2 separate regions of the Zea mays genome follow, and region 1 is linked to region 2. A link is a contact called in public Hi-C data. All regions are on one chromosome and are shown on one strand. The core of a region is the stretch at or near the end of the contact, and the rest is flanking DNA. Distances in the headings are between cores, read along the strand shown.

The links. Hi-C and Micro-C count contacts between places; a contact is called where the count stands out from the background.
Region 1: a contact with region 2 is called in a Hi-C map of ear, with 4 times the contacts expected there. The contact joins the promoter of LOC100273364 here to the promoter of LOC100284085 in region 2. A contact is called at or near these places in 4 of 25 Hi-C or Micro-C datasets (ear, endosperm, tassel and 1 more).

What each region holds. Positions count from the first base shown.
Region 1 is chr2:156,945,140-156,952,498 of Zm-B73-REFERENCE-NAM-5.0, reverse strand. LOC100273364 (putative protein phosphatase 2C family protein) reads left to right here and starts at 1,850. Exons shown (of 5, transcript NM_001147803.1): 1 at 1,850-2,061; 2 at 2,361-2,813; 3 at 2,912-3,029; 4 at 3,118-3,341; 5 at 3,705-4,359. The coding sequence starts at 1,879. The coding sequence ends at 4,148. It overlaps LOC103647160 (F-box/LRR-repeat protein 3), which reads left to right. Exons shown (of 8, transcript XM_008671722.4): 8 at 358-766. The coding sequence ends at 417.
Region 2 is chr2:156,671,849-156,678,614 of Zm-B73-REFERENCE-NAM-5.0, reverse strand. It overlaps LOC100284085, which reads right to left and starts at 2,803. Exons shown (of 4, transcript NM_001156983.2): 1 at 2,673-2,803; 2 at 2,182-2,447; 3 at 1,230-1,443; 4 at 104-1,116. The coding sequence starts at 2,763. The coding sequence ends at 383. LOC100193091 reads right to left here. Exons shown (of 23, transcript NM_001358633.1): 21 at 6,343-6,428; 22 at 5,890-5,974; 23 at 4,581-5,579. The coding sequence ends at 5,244.

The sequences.
Region 1 (7,359 bases), core at 601-3,100, 270 kb before region 2:
CCTTACACACAGCATTAGACCCTTGTGCTCGCCAACTCGTTCTTGCCTAATTTGCTACTCGAAAACGCTACACACTATTTGTTTCAGAAAAGCTTGGTTCTATTCAGCTGTGTTTTGTGCTGCCAGATCTAAATGCAATGCTGTGTTCTTTTCTGTGCTTTCAGTATATTGTCTATGATTGAAACACACAACCCATGATTTTGCTTATGGATGGTGTTTTTTTCCCTTCAAAAAAAGGCTTAAAGAAGAGCATAGCACAGTTGTCTTGAATCTATTGAGTGGGTTTGTTCTTACAGAGCTATTACAAGGCTGCAAAAGTAAAACAGTGTCTGTCTAATAACTGGTGTGGCATTGTAGGTTGAGGTGGAACCTTGTGATGTATGGAAGCAACAGTCGCAAGACGTGCTTGTACGATGAGAATTGAGTTGACCCTCGAGCATGTGGCTATCGTGGAAATCATGGCATGCATCGTTATGGATGGATGGGTTGTTGGCTGGCAATGTCATCCGCGCAAGTGATTCCTGTGTTTGAGCATAGGTCTTGATGTTGTTGTATACTGGTATAAGCAAGTGATTCCTGTGTCATCCGCAAGTGTATGTATGTCTTGATGTTGTTGTATACTGGTATAGATGAGTAGGTCCCACATTTATTTGGTGAGGTGATCATTTGACAGGAAGTTGCTGTATAGAATACTACCATGTAAAGATGTCGATACGGAAGGGATGAGAAAATGGTTTTGAAATTTAGTACGATATGCCTTTTCCTATGTTCGTTTAGTTTTAATCCGTACTATCTTCTACTGTTTCTATAGTATTTTTGTCTCTATAAATTACAGCTGCAGCAGTCTAAACATCTAGCTTTAATCTGTTGGTTGTTGCATTCATGTTTGTGATCAGCTGGAATGAAGTGGCTTGCATTGCAGGTGTACCTACCCCTGTTTGAAGAAGAGAATTGTAAGGCTACTGATGGTCTCTGCTTTCTAGGAATGAAGTGGCTTTCCTGGTTGCATTGTAGTTGCTGGAGTTTAGTCGAGTTCGATGTGAGTCAGTGTTGGACATGGAACTCGAAGCACAGTGCACGCACATCGTCTGAACTAAAAAGGTAGGCTGAGACATGAATGGCAGGTAGAGGAGAGACATGAATGGCAGGTAGAGGAGAGAGCGAGGCTGCTAGCAGCGTTGCAAACTTGCAATGGACAGGTGGTAGAGAGACAGGGCCATGGCCATGGCCCATGGACAGGCAGCTAGTAGCATTGAAGAAGCCGCTGGCGGCCATGGCCATGGCCCATGGACAGCCAGCTAGTAGCATTGAAGAAGCCGCTGGCAGGAGCGAGTTGGAAGCGACATGGGCGGCGGCCTGCGCGGCGCAGGCATCACGTTGGCGCCGGACACACACACACAAAGGAAGTTGCCAACCACGGGGTAGCTGGTCGATGCTCCCGTCCCGTCCGTGTGACCCCTTGTCCCTTGATGCTCATGAGTAAATGCCCTGCCCTGGGCATCTGCGGTACACGGCCGGGTTGCGTTCCGCCATGGCTCGCCGTTGCGTTGCGCTCAGCGGCTCAGGGCAGGGCTGGGCTGCTTGCATTGCTCGAGCCCTTTTCCTTGCTTCCTCACAAGTTCTCCATCCGTCCTATAAGTAGGAGGAGCTTCATGACAATTTGGTAACACATCCATCTACGTATGTATACAATATTAGAATTTTAAGAATGGCCCGTCGCCATACGCATGCTGCCCTACCCTACCGCTACCGGCCCTGTCATTAAATGCCTCCCACCACGATACGAACCAACCAACGAACCAAACATAAATTCAGCCCACCGCTTCGAGGACAGGACGGAGGGAGCTCACGCGCGAGCAAAGCAAAGCACAAGCAGCAATGGGGATCTGCTGCGGCAAGGCCAAGGCGGCGGCAGGGGAGCCCGACGACGACGAGGGCCTGGGCTTCCCATGGATGCACGACGACCTGTTCCACAGCCACCTGTGGGCCAGCGCCGGCGTCTCCGTGCACACCAAGCAGGGATGGAAGGGCGCCAACCAGGACGCCATGACCGTCTGCCAGGTGATGGCCTCACCCTCCCTCTACTCTCTCTCTCTCTTCCTGCATTAGTTGCAGAGCCTCTGCCTACTAGTTCGCATCTGTGCACATGGCCCATATGCAAGCTGTTCAAGGTGTTGTCGTAGCTTGCATTGCAATGCAGGTTGCAACTTAGCAACTCAACAGCTTGAGAAAAGTGCACCGGATCCATCTTGTATATCCGCTCAGAACTGAAATCTCGCAACCTGAGACTGAGATATGCTAGTGGAAGAGAACAATTAAAAAAAAAACTGATTTCTTTCAGCAAAACTGGCTTCTTTCAGGACTTCGCCGGCCAGAAAGGCCACATCCTCTGCGGAGTGTTCGATGGCCACGGCCCTCGTGGCCGGGAAGTCGCTCGCCACGTCCGCGACACCCTCCCGGTGGAACTAGCCGCCGCTCTGAAGCCGAGAACCGGGGACGAAGATCCCTCCGCCTCGAGCGACGCTTCGAAGCCTAAACCTGACGAAGATGGCTCAGGCGAGAATGGAGAAGATGGCTCAGGCAAGAATGGAGATGCTTCGAGCAACGCCGATTTGGATTCCTTCGACAAGTCAGGAGGTAGCGGCTCGTCCAGCGACGTTACGAGCGACGAGAGCCAGCAGCAGCAGCTGCTGCTGTCCACTTGGAAGAACGTGTTCGTGAGGGCTTTTGAGCAGGTGGACGAGGAGCTGAGGCGGCTTTCAGGAATCGACTGCATCTGTAGCGGCACAACTGCAGTCGCTGCTGTTAGGCAGGTAGGCACTGGTTAACTCTGAACTGGAAACTAGTCTTGTTTCGGTGATCTCGATTGATCTACTTGTCCCTTCATCTGCTTGTCCCCTCATCTGCACAGGGCGATCACTTGATCGTTGCCAATCTGGGCGATTCACGCGCCGTCCTCTGCACCCGGGACAGCAAGGACCGTCTGATCCCTGTCCAGCTCACCACTGACCTGAAGCCGGATCTGCCAAGTGAGCATCCGAGCTCTGTCATTCCACCCGTTGTCGGATCCTGACTGAGATTTTTTGCACCGTGTTCCTGCACGCCGGCCTGCAACAGGTGAGCTCGCGAGGATTCTGAGCTGCAAGGGGAGAGTGTTCGCCATGGACGACGAGCCGGACGTGCCCCGGATGTGGCTGCCGGACCAGGACGCGCCGGGCCTCGCCATGGCGAGGGCGTTCGGTGACTTCTGCCTCAAGAGCCATGGCCTTATCTGCGAACCTCAAGTCTACTGCAGGAAACTGTCCGAGAAAGACGAGTTCTTGGTGCTTGCTACTGACGGGGTAATTAATCTATTGATTTTTTTTAAAAAAAATGAAAATTCATTTATGTGATTGGCAGTTTTAGATTCCTGTCACTCTCAGTCTATCCATTGTCCTTCGTTTCTTAATCAGAAAAATGCTCGCACGCATGCAATTCTGTTCCAAATGAGTGATCTGGGGTGCAGAATAATATAGCATATAGTTCCCTTTCAGATTAGACCCAACGAAAGAAACTGTCAACCAAAACAATGCATGCGTGTCACTGTCTTCTGTTTACTGTAATGAACTCATGGTAGTTTTAGCTGACGATGGCTTGTTTACACAGTTCACGACAGCTCTCATATATATGATTTCCTTATTACCGCCATTCAAAACCTGTTGCAGATTTGGGACGTGCTGTCGAACAAGGAGGTGGTGAAGCTCGTGTCATCGGCGCCTGACCCGTCCAAGGCGGCGAGGCAGCTGATCGACCGGGCGGTCCGAGCGTGGCGGCGCAAGTACCCGACGTCCATGGTGGACGACTGCGCCGTCGTGTGCCTGTACCTGAACCGGCGGGCCTCACCTGCTCCCGTCGAGAGCAGCAGCGGCCTGCTCCCAGTTCCCGACGACGTGAGGCCGGCCGCGCCTTTCACAGGCAGCAGCTTCCGCAGGGCTCTGACGAGCAACGGCCAGGCGGTGTCGGAGGAGGGGACGACGGCGGTGTGGAGAGCGCTGGAGGGGGTGGCGCGGGCCAACTCCGTGATCAGGCTGCCGCGCGTGGGCCGCGTGCTGAGCTGGCGGAGGCGGTCGACCTCGCTGGACGAAGACGACGGCGGCGAGCGGGATTGATGGACTCGGGCGGGGAGGGCATCGGAGGTCGTCGTTTTCATGGCCGGTACACGTAGACGTAGCTAGATTCGTTCGTGCATGGGCCGATGGACGCGAGGTGTAGGATTTGATTGGCCTGTCGCATTCTGGTGTGGCTGTTGCAATGGATGATGCGACATGGACAGGAGTAGCATTTCTTTATCCCTGGCTGATGAATCAGTGAGTGCTTTTCATCCTGCTCGTCTATGTACTGCTACTGCACTTGCTGTAACTGAAATTTGTGGGTGAGATTAGCATCTGACAACATAAGAAGTGAAGAACGTGACTGCAGTACATGACTGATCCAATAGTGCTAATTTCATCTAGGTGGTTCGGTTTTCCTTGACAGTTAAGAGTCTCTAAACTATAGATGACCAAATGGATCGTGCTTGACGGGCCGGCCCAAAGCACGACCCTTAATAGTGCCATGCCAGGCCCGGCACGAGAGCCGTGCCGTGCTTGGGCCGCTACCTCGGCCCGTAGTACCGGTCCGACACGATTATATATTTAGCTTTATATTTGCTATTTACAAGAAATGCACTAGAGTTCTACTTGTTAGTCTTCTTCATGTAGCGTTTTTAGCCTTATAGAGGAAGGTTGTGGGTTCAAAATCTCACTCGCGCACAGTTTTTGCTATTTTTTCTGATTTAATGGGACAACGTGGGTAAGTTAACGGGCCGGCCCGGTACAGCTACCAGACCGGCGTGCCGTGCCTGGGCCGTGGCTGCGACACGCGGGTCGGTCGAGCACGACCCGATTATCTGTCGGGCCTAACGGGCCCGTGCCAAGCCGAGCAAACCATGAGACTCTGTGCTAAATGTAGCAAACAGGGTAACAAACTCCCAGCTATGAGACTCTAAACCATGAAACCATAAGACTCCGTTCCAAACTCTCAGTTTTTAGTCCGTTTCTATGAAAATCACTTTATGTGAAACCAACTAAAATCAATGTGATAATAATATCGACTGAGTCATTGCGATAGTAGAAAACTGTCACTTTTTACATCATAAACTCTATGAACTCTTTTATCTGTTTCGTACGTAATCTTCACGATACTCAAATTCTTTTCACAACTACATTCTCTCTACAATCAGATTCTCATAAAAATTCCTAAAAAAGCTGAATCAAACATTCCGGGAGCAGCATCCCGAATTTTGACGATTGTACCTAACTAACTGAAAGGGAAATAGGGTTAACCTTTTCCTATAATTAATTTTGGTGGTTGATAGTCAACACAAACACATGGACTAACTAGTTTGTCTAGAATTCATGTATTACATGTGCATAAGGTTCAATATAAACTAATAAAAGATTCAAGTTAGGGACACAATTTTAAAGGAGCAAAAGGACTTAAGTGTGCTGAACAATGGCACACCAGACTATTTGTGTGCCACCGGATAGTGTCCGGTGCACCAAGACCGTACACTCTGAACCAGCCACTCTCGGGAATTCCAGGGCGCCCTCCGCTATAATTCACCGGACTGTCCGGTGTGCCACGGACTGTCCGGTGTGCCATCGGACTGTCCGGTGAGCCAGTGGAGCAACGACTATCTGCGCCAACGATAGACTTGCGAGAGTGTGTTCGTGTTCTTTTGCGCTCTTGTTTCTTGGATTACCTTTCTTCTTTCTCATTCTTGTTCTCAAGTGACTTGTAATCAAAGCAAAAGACACCTAAGTGTGTGGTGGTCCTTGCGGGGTTTAGTGACCCGATTGATTAAGGAGAAGGTTCACTCGGTCTAAGTGACCGTTTGAGAGAGGGAAAGGGTTGAAAAAGACCCGATCTTTGTGACCTCCTCAACGGGGACTAGGTTCTTTGGAACCGAACCTCGGTAAAACAAATCACCGTGTTCACTCGTCTTGATTCTTGGTTGATTTGTTTTCCATCTCTTTCGGACTTGAATTTAATTATAACGCTAACCCCCGACTTGTAGTGCGTGTTTAAAGTTATAAATTTCAGGTTTCGCATATTCACCCTCTCTAGGCGACTTTCAATTGGTATCGGAGCCAGAGCTTCATTAAGAGTTTAACCAACTCAAAGTGATGTTTGGAGATCATGCCAAGAGGGAGATCACGACCGGCGAAAAGACCGCAAGCTCGGGGAGGACTCTCTCAAGGGAGTCCGGCAACAAAAAAGGAGGAATCCTCTTCCTCCATCAAGTCACATCGAAGAGGTGACAAGAAGAAGAAGATGAAGAAGGTGGTCTACTACGAGACCAACTCTTCATCACCCTCCGCATCGAGCTCCGAGTCATCCACAACTTCTAAGCGCCATGAGCGTAAGAAGTATAGTAAGATGCCCCTATGCTATCCCCGTATTTCAAAGCGCGCTCCATTACTTTCCGTTCCCTTAGGCAAACCACCATATTTTGATGGTGAAGATTATTGTATGTGGAGTAATAAAATGAGGCATCATCTAATCTCACTCCACGAAAGCATATGAGACATAGTTGAATTTAGAGCGCAGATACTGAAAGGGAATTAGGCTCACACCTAGTCCCTAATTAATTTTGGTGGTTGAATTGCCCAACACAAATAATTGGACTAACTAGTTTGCCCAAGTGTATAGATTATACAGGTGTAAAAGGTTCACACTCAGCCAATAAAAAGATCAAGTTTTGGATTCAACAAAGGAGCAAAGAGGCAACCGAAGGCACCTCTGGTCTGGAGGCACCGGACTATCCGGTGTACACCGGACAGTGTCCGGTGCGCCACCGGACAGTGTCCGGTGCACCAGAGGACTCCAACTTGAACTCGCCACCTTCGGGATTTTCTCAGGCCGGCGCGCTATAATTCACCGGACTGTCCGGTGCTCCAAGGAAACACGGCCTCCGGAACTCACCAGCCTCGGGAACGCGCAGCAGCCGCTCCGCTATAATTCACCGGACATGTCCGGTGTGCACCGGACTGTCCGGTGTACCAGCGGAGCAACGGCTATTTCGGCGCCAACGGCTACCTGCGGCGCATTTAATGCGCGCTCTGCGCGCGCAGAAGGCAGGCGTGCCCATACTGGCGCACCGGACAATGAACAGGAGTTGTCCGGTGTGCACCGGACACCCAGGTGGGCCCACAAGTCAGAAGCTCCAACGGTCAGAATCCAACGGCATTGATGACGTGGCGGGGGCACCGGACATGTCCGGTGTGCACCGGACTGTCCGGTGCGTCATCGAACAGACAGCCTTCCAACGACCACTTT
Region 2 (6,766 bases), core at 1,554-4,053:
TTTGAGCTGTTTGGGATTCAAACCCATCCAATCCCGCTCAATCCACATGGATTGAGAGCTAACCGAACAAGCCCTCAATGGTAACAAACATAGACTAGCTACATCAGTTCACATACTCCCATCAATTCCTCCATCCACAGGCAACACACACAAACACACACATGGCACCCTCTTCCGCGCCCCCAATTCTATCTAAACCGGAAATTTCAGTTTTGGGCATGCCGGTACACTCTGGAAGGCACTTACCACTGGAGTCAACCACCACTCCACAAATTATTTTAGGCTCATGTACCTCCAGTGGACTTATTCTCCTACAGCAATGCATGCATTCGACCTACATTTCGGTCTTCCTGTTCAGGAAGTTTTTTTTGCTTTCAGGTTCCTAGTTAGGCTGGGCCTGTTCACCAGCGTGAGATGCTTCTTGCATTGTGGCTTCCGACTCCTGGCCCTGCATCATCAAGGTATCGCCTGGTGCCGCCTCCACATCTGTAGAATCCCCATTAGATCTCAATGCTATGAAAGCGCTCACCGACTCCTGCTCTGTAGTTGTAGCCTTATTGTCAGGCTTCCACACTTCTGTGTTGCTGGGTGGGTCCTGTTCGACAGTTCTAGCTTCCTTGTTATGTTGGACCTCTGCAGGATCTCTGGGTGGGTCCTGTTCAACACTTCTAGCTTCCTTGTTATGTTGGACCTCTGCAGGATCTCTGGGTGGGTCCTGTTCAACACTTCTAGCTTCCTTGTTATATTGGACCTCTGCAGGATCTCTGGGTGGCTCCAATTGTACTATCCTATCTCCTTCACCAGGTTGTGTCATTACAACTTCCTTGTTAAATTGAACCATAGCAGTATCTGTAGGTAACTCATATCCTATTCTTCTAGCTTCCTCATAGTCATCATGTAGAAGCGTTCCAAGCCCCTCTGCATCCTTTCCAGCATCAACAATTCGGTCAGCCATCCTCCTGAATTTCCTCTTGTTCCATTTCTTCCTGGAACCACGCTTCTTGACTCTAAGTGGTATGGGGGTTTCAGTTGGATTTTTATTCGTCTCCTTATCTGGCCTTTGCCCAGGAACAACAATGTACTTTTTGGCACCATTTGCACCACCTTCTGATTGACCTGCAACAAACATTGCCCATTTATGACCCAAAATTTAGGCCAGTTTCTTTGCTAAAAGGGAGTGATAATGTTTGCACAAAAGATATTCTTGGATTGAATGCTAAGAAAATTACTTTGGATTGCAAGAAGAGCAGTTCGGGCAGCTTTTATCTCTGCCTCCTTCTTTGTCCTAGCTGCAGCACCAATGTATAGGATGCCACCAATCTCAACACTGCATACGAAAGGAGCTACACCCGAAGCTTGTTTAGTGCAAATATAAGATGGAATGGCGTAATTCATCTTCTGAGCATACTCCTGAAGGAGATTCTTGCACAGGCCAGTTTCTTGCTGCAACACGTAGTAAGATGTATCAACGGAACATGTCAATCAAGAAGACATCCTGCAATGCTATGATATGCTAATTTCATCATCCGAATTCATAAGTTGAGCTATGAATGGTTCGTGGTAACTTAATCACTATGTTATGAGATATGCATAGTTCATGGTTCATAAACTGAGCTGAACAAGTCTGCAAGCATTTTCATAACTATCTCCAAAGAATAATTAGAGGGGACATTGCTGTGATTGAGAGCATTAATAATTACAAATAAATGATAAGACCAAAGAATATTATTGGGAAAATTCCAGGAAACATAGAAACAAATTTTCGCGACAGTACTTAGGTACCGCTAGACAAACACAGTTAAACAAATTTACTTAACTGAAAAGAGGTAGGTGCTATTAGCATACTTGCAATAAATTTCATTGAATGTTTGCAATGCCAAGTTAGTATAGAATACTTCAGACACTCTCGCATCCATAAAAATAAAAGAAATAAAGAAAGAACATCAATGTTATAGGCAGCACCATAACTATGAATGAGGCAGCTTGCTTTTTTTCCCTTTAGGCTATGATTTTCTAGATCATCGCTCATTTGCATACACCTTAAAATTCAAAGAACAAAAAATATCTTTCTGGAGGATAAAGTTTATATAGTTAGAATCTTTAGACAACGCATCTGAATAGAGAGAGAGAGAGAGAGAGAGAGAGAGTAATTTTTTAGATGTGCATAAAAGAGTAACTTACAACTGCTGGCATGTTCCTAATTTCGGTCACCGGAGCGGACATGGCTATCTCCATGAGCGCAACTTCCGCGGCAGACTGTTCTGCAGCCTTCCGGCTGAAGAACCCAGGCAGCGACTCATACTTGGTATTATTAACGAACACTGTGGACTTGAAGACAGGTTCATGAGATGGGCCTTCTTTCAGCGTGTGGTACTCCGGGGTTGGAATGCCAACCCTCTGAGCATACTCCTGCAGCCGGCTCTTGAACACGTAGCAGTTTTCGACCCCTGTGCCAAATCAAACACGAACGGATGAGGAAACAGCACCATAGCAAAGAGAAATTTGGAACGAGCTATTTGCAGACACTCTGCTAACGAAGGATGAACTGACAAGCTGCACTAGGGAAAGATAAGCAACTGGTAGGAGTAGTATCGTATCAGAAATTGCGCGAATCGGCAAAGAATGAGATGCGTTTGGAGAGAGGGGGAGGAACGGTTGGGGCGCAAACTTACTGATCCCGGCGGGGGCGACCCCGACGATGGGCCCAGCTTCTGGGGAGATGCATATGGCGGCATCGGGCGAGGCCGCGCCTCCGCCGTGCATGGCGCCGCCGCCTTGGAGCGTGAGGGTGAGAGGAGCAGAGGGTTCTGTGCGGTGCTTCTTGGGGGGTTGGGGTTGGGGTTGGGGTTGGGGAATCCTTACTCCCTCGCCTGTGTCTGTAGCATTTCTTATAGCGTTTTGTCCGAATGCCAAGCGGGTCCCACCGACTGGTGGACCCACCTGACAGTGGCTTCTTCCTCAGAAGGCGGTGACTCGCCGCCGCCGGTGAGGGCCTCTCGCAAGGACTAGAGATGACAATATGGACCTGATCCTTGATTTCCCAAAGAAAATTCCTCTATTTTGGCAACCCCATATTTTCAAGGGTTTTTTATTTTTCCAAGAGAAATTAGTTTATTTTTCCTTGGAAAAATGAGAATCTCTAGAAAAATAGAGTTGCCAAACTAGACCTAAGGCTTATTCGGTTAGAGATAAATTAAGAAGGATTGGAGGGAATTAAATCTTGCCCAACACTTGAACCAAACAAGCCCTTAGGGAACGGGTATGAGAATGATTTGATCCTCACGGAGATCTAAATGGAGAAAATTCAATCCTGTCGGGTTCGCAAGGATGGCGATGGGTAACCATCCCCTGTTCTCATGTACCCGACCGCGAATTTTTTTTATCCAAATTAGTCAATTTACTTGTTCAAATTATACTAAAAACTCAATATATATTATAAAATATCAAAGTAAACTTAAAGTAGATGTCCCTTGTAATTTTAAATTTTGATTGTTAAATTTGCATTAATTTGATATAATCAATTTAAATCTATCTCTAAATATTATAATTCCTACCGGGGACCTGCGGCGACGAGAATGGGAGAAAAAGCTCCCCCATGAGTGTTCGCAGGACAGGGAAGCGTAATTATTCTCCCCGTGGGGACGGGTTTGGGGAGCCATTCTCCGACGGAGAATTCCTCGTTGCCATCTCAACCAAGGACACACATAGAGATTGTGCAAATGGTTCCCAAAACCCGATACCCGATGGGTGAACAACCCTATTAGAGCACCGGTATGACGAAATTTGCTACCTATGGGCATGGATATGTTCTCTTTTGTCCCATATCCGCTATCTGATGAGAAACCTGCTAATATATAACATGTGAGTTCGGATTAAAGACCTTGTTCTCTCATGCATGAGCTTGTATGTGTTGCAGATAATATTAAATATTGTTGACCTTATGATAAAATTACATTGGATTCCATGATTTACCATGCGGGCACAAAAGTAATATATTATTTTAACATCCTTCAATATTTTTCAATATTAATGAGGTATGTGGCTTCAACTTTTTTATAAAAATAATATATTATTTTAATATCCTTCAATATTGATGAGGTAAGTGGCTTCAACATTTTGTATTTGATACTTGCTTTTACAATTCAAGTGAATCATGTTACTTGAATCATGTTTATTGTAATGTTAGTGGGACTATCCGTGATGAGTATAGTTATAGCTTAATTTTATGTCCATGATAAATAGTGGGTATGAGTATAGAGTATTTTTTTCTCTAGTAGGTATAAGTATGTCTTTATGTGCCCATTGCATACCTTACCACCCTAGACACCGTCGCTGTAAAATAATGCACCAGACCAGCTACTGCATGTCTGCATACAGTATGCCGTAAATCAGCTACTGATCATTTGCATGCAGGTATTGTCCATGTCCAGGACGCGGCGGTAATCAATTACTCATATTAAGATTCACATATCCATTACAGTTACAGACCACAAGACCACCTATATGTTCCAGCACCTCCGGTTCATCTCTACCGGAATGCACCAGCATAAAACACATCATTGGACGGATTACAACTTGGGGACAGAAAGCAGACAACTGTACAAACACGACTCATATATACAAGCGGGCAGTCATCTATCCAAGGGTTACAATTACAATGCAAATGACTCAACATTCATTCATTCATTCATGCAGGCCAATACTACCCCCATCTAACGCCATATTTTAGCTGGACAAATACACTTTTCTCTTCAACATCTGTGGGCAGACTTCTGCAACCATTCTACTACCTGGGCCCATATGCACAACCCCACTTGCCCAGGCAGCAGCCCCTACCAAGCCCTGTTTATCACATCAACCATCTTCAGACCTTTTTACACTTGAATGCTGGCAAAGTACAACCCGAATGCGCTGGCTATTTACATTTTGGTTATAGCCTAGGTATGGCTAATTATTTGGGTGGGCTGGGGGGAGCCTCCGAGTTCAATGACAGGATCAGGTTAGGGTTCACAAACCTTCTGCAAGGAGGCTAATGAATCTTGACTGTATCTTACAAACCGCACACGCCGTCCAACAGCCAATATGCACCGAGAGCCACGGTACCGTCGACATCTCCGTGACAAGGCTTACCGTCATCTTGGATCTTGAAGCTGAACCATGCTGTGGAGCATCACTTGGCCGAAAAAATGTAAGGCCTACCGATTGCACTGTGGCTGCATTGTCATGAGATATAAGGCCTCATCTTACTTGTAATTTTCCTCAGCATAGATAGAGACCAGAGCATTGTCACCAGCACCAGCAGCCAGGAGTGACTTGTATGGGTGAAAAGAAAGGCAATTTACACTGCCTATTCTTTGGCCCATAAAAGATGGCAGGTACCCAATTATCGTCAACTGCTCCCCACCAAGACTAAACACTTTAATCATTTGCTTGGCTGAGCCACTAGCAACAACTGGGGCATAACGATGAACCACTAATGCTGTAAGTGAACCCCTGTGTGCCTCAATAGTCAGGTAGGGTTCTGCTGCCCTTCTAACATCAAGAAACTGGATGTCTCCAGCTTGAGATGCACTTACAATCTGTGATTCCATAAACAATACAAAAGGGGACCATTGTCAAGCTAAAGGAAAGCCCAGACAACTATAGAATAGCTTAGGGGGTGTTTGGTTTCTAGTGAATAATTTTTAGTCCCTCCATTTTATTCCATTTTAGTCTCTAAATTGCCAAATACGGAAACTAAAACTCTATTTTAGTTTCCGTATTTGGCAATTTAGGGACTAAAATGGAATAAAATAGAGGGACTAAAAATTAGTCCCTAGAAACCAAACACCCCCTTAGTTGTTTCAACAATGAAAATAAATAGCAATCTAAAGAAGTGCGAGTATTTACCTTGTATGGATCAAACCCAGGTTGAAATCCTATGCTCACAACCTTTTCTGTTCTTGGGGCATGTGGCCTGGCCACATAGACGAACCTACGGTGTACAAAAAAATCAGAGTAAAAATAATTAAGTTGGCAGAAAACGGGGCATTTCATGTTAGAAATAATCCTGTGTCTAGGTTCATAGCATTTATAGGCTGATTAGTTGGGTAATATTTTGCGTTTATTAGGGGCTTTAGGGTTTAGGGGCTATCACAGCCTGATTTGTAGCTCACATTGGCTATATTAGAAGAGAAAACCAGAAAAGGCTAAGTCATTCCAGCCACCAAAACACTTGTGCTCGTGTGCGTTCTTGTGAGATATTATGTTCCTGTGACCTGTTGGAGGCTTTAGGCTTGTCATTTCATAGGGCACATGTGCTTGAAATGCAAGGCCAGAGGATGTAGACACTACTGTACTAACCTATCAGGAGAGCGAACATCATATATCCTGACAGAACCATCAGCAAAACCAGCAGCAAAGTGTCCGGAGCGAACCTGAGATGTAGACTGAAACAGAAGCAACAAGCAACATCTCAAGAAGACGACCTCAAACCAGATTAACATAAAACTTGCTGCAGCAAGAATCATATACATAAGGTAATCAAACATCTAATTTCACAAATACGGAATGAAAATGTGTTCTTGACAAACAAGCTTTTAAAATGTTATAAAAGGATAATAACAAGTTAAGCTAACAAAACCGTTGAACTGAACTACTGGAGTACAATACTTATTTTTTGGTGAGTAAAACAAGTCATAGCTTCAGTGCTCAAAAAGGCGGAATGGTAGAGCCACCTCTTCTAAGGTAATAAGTATCAGATATTGCCGGGTGTGGTCTGAGCGAA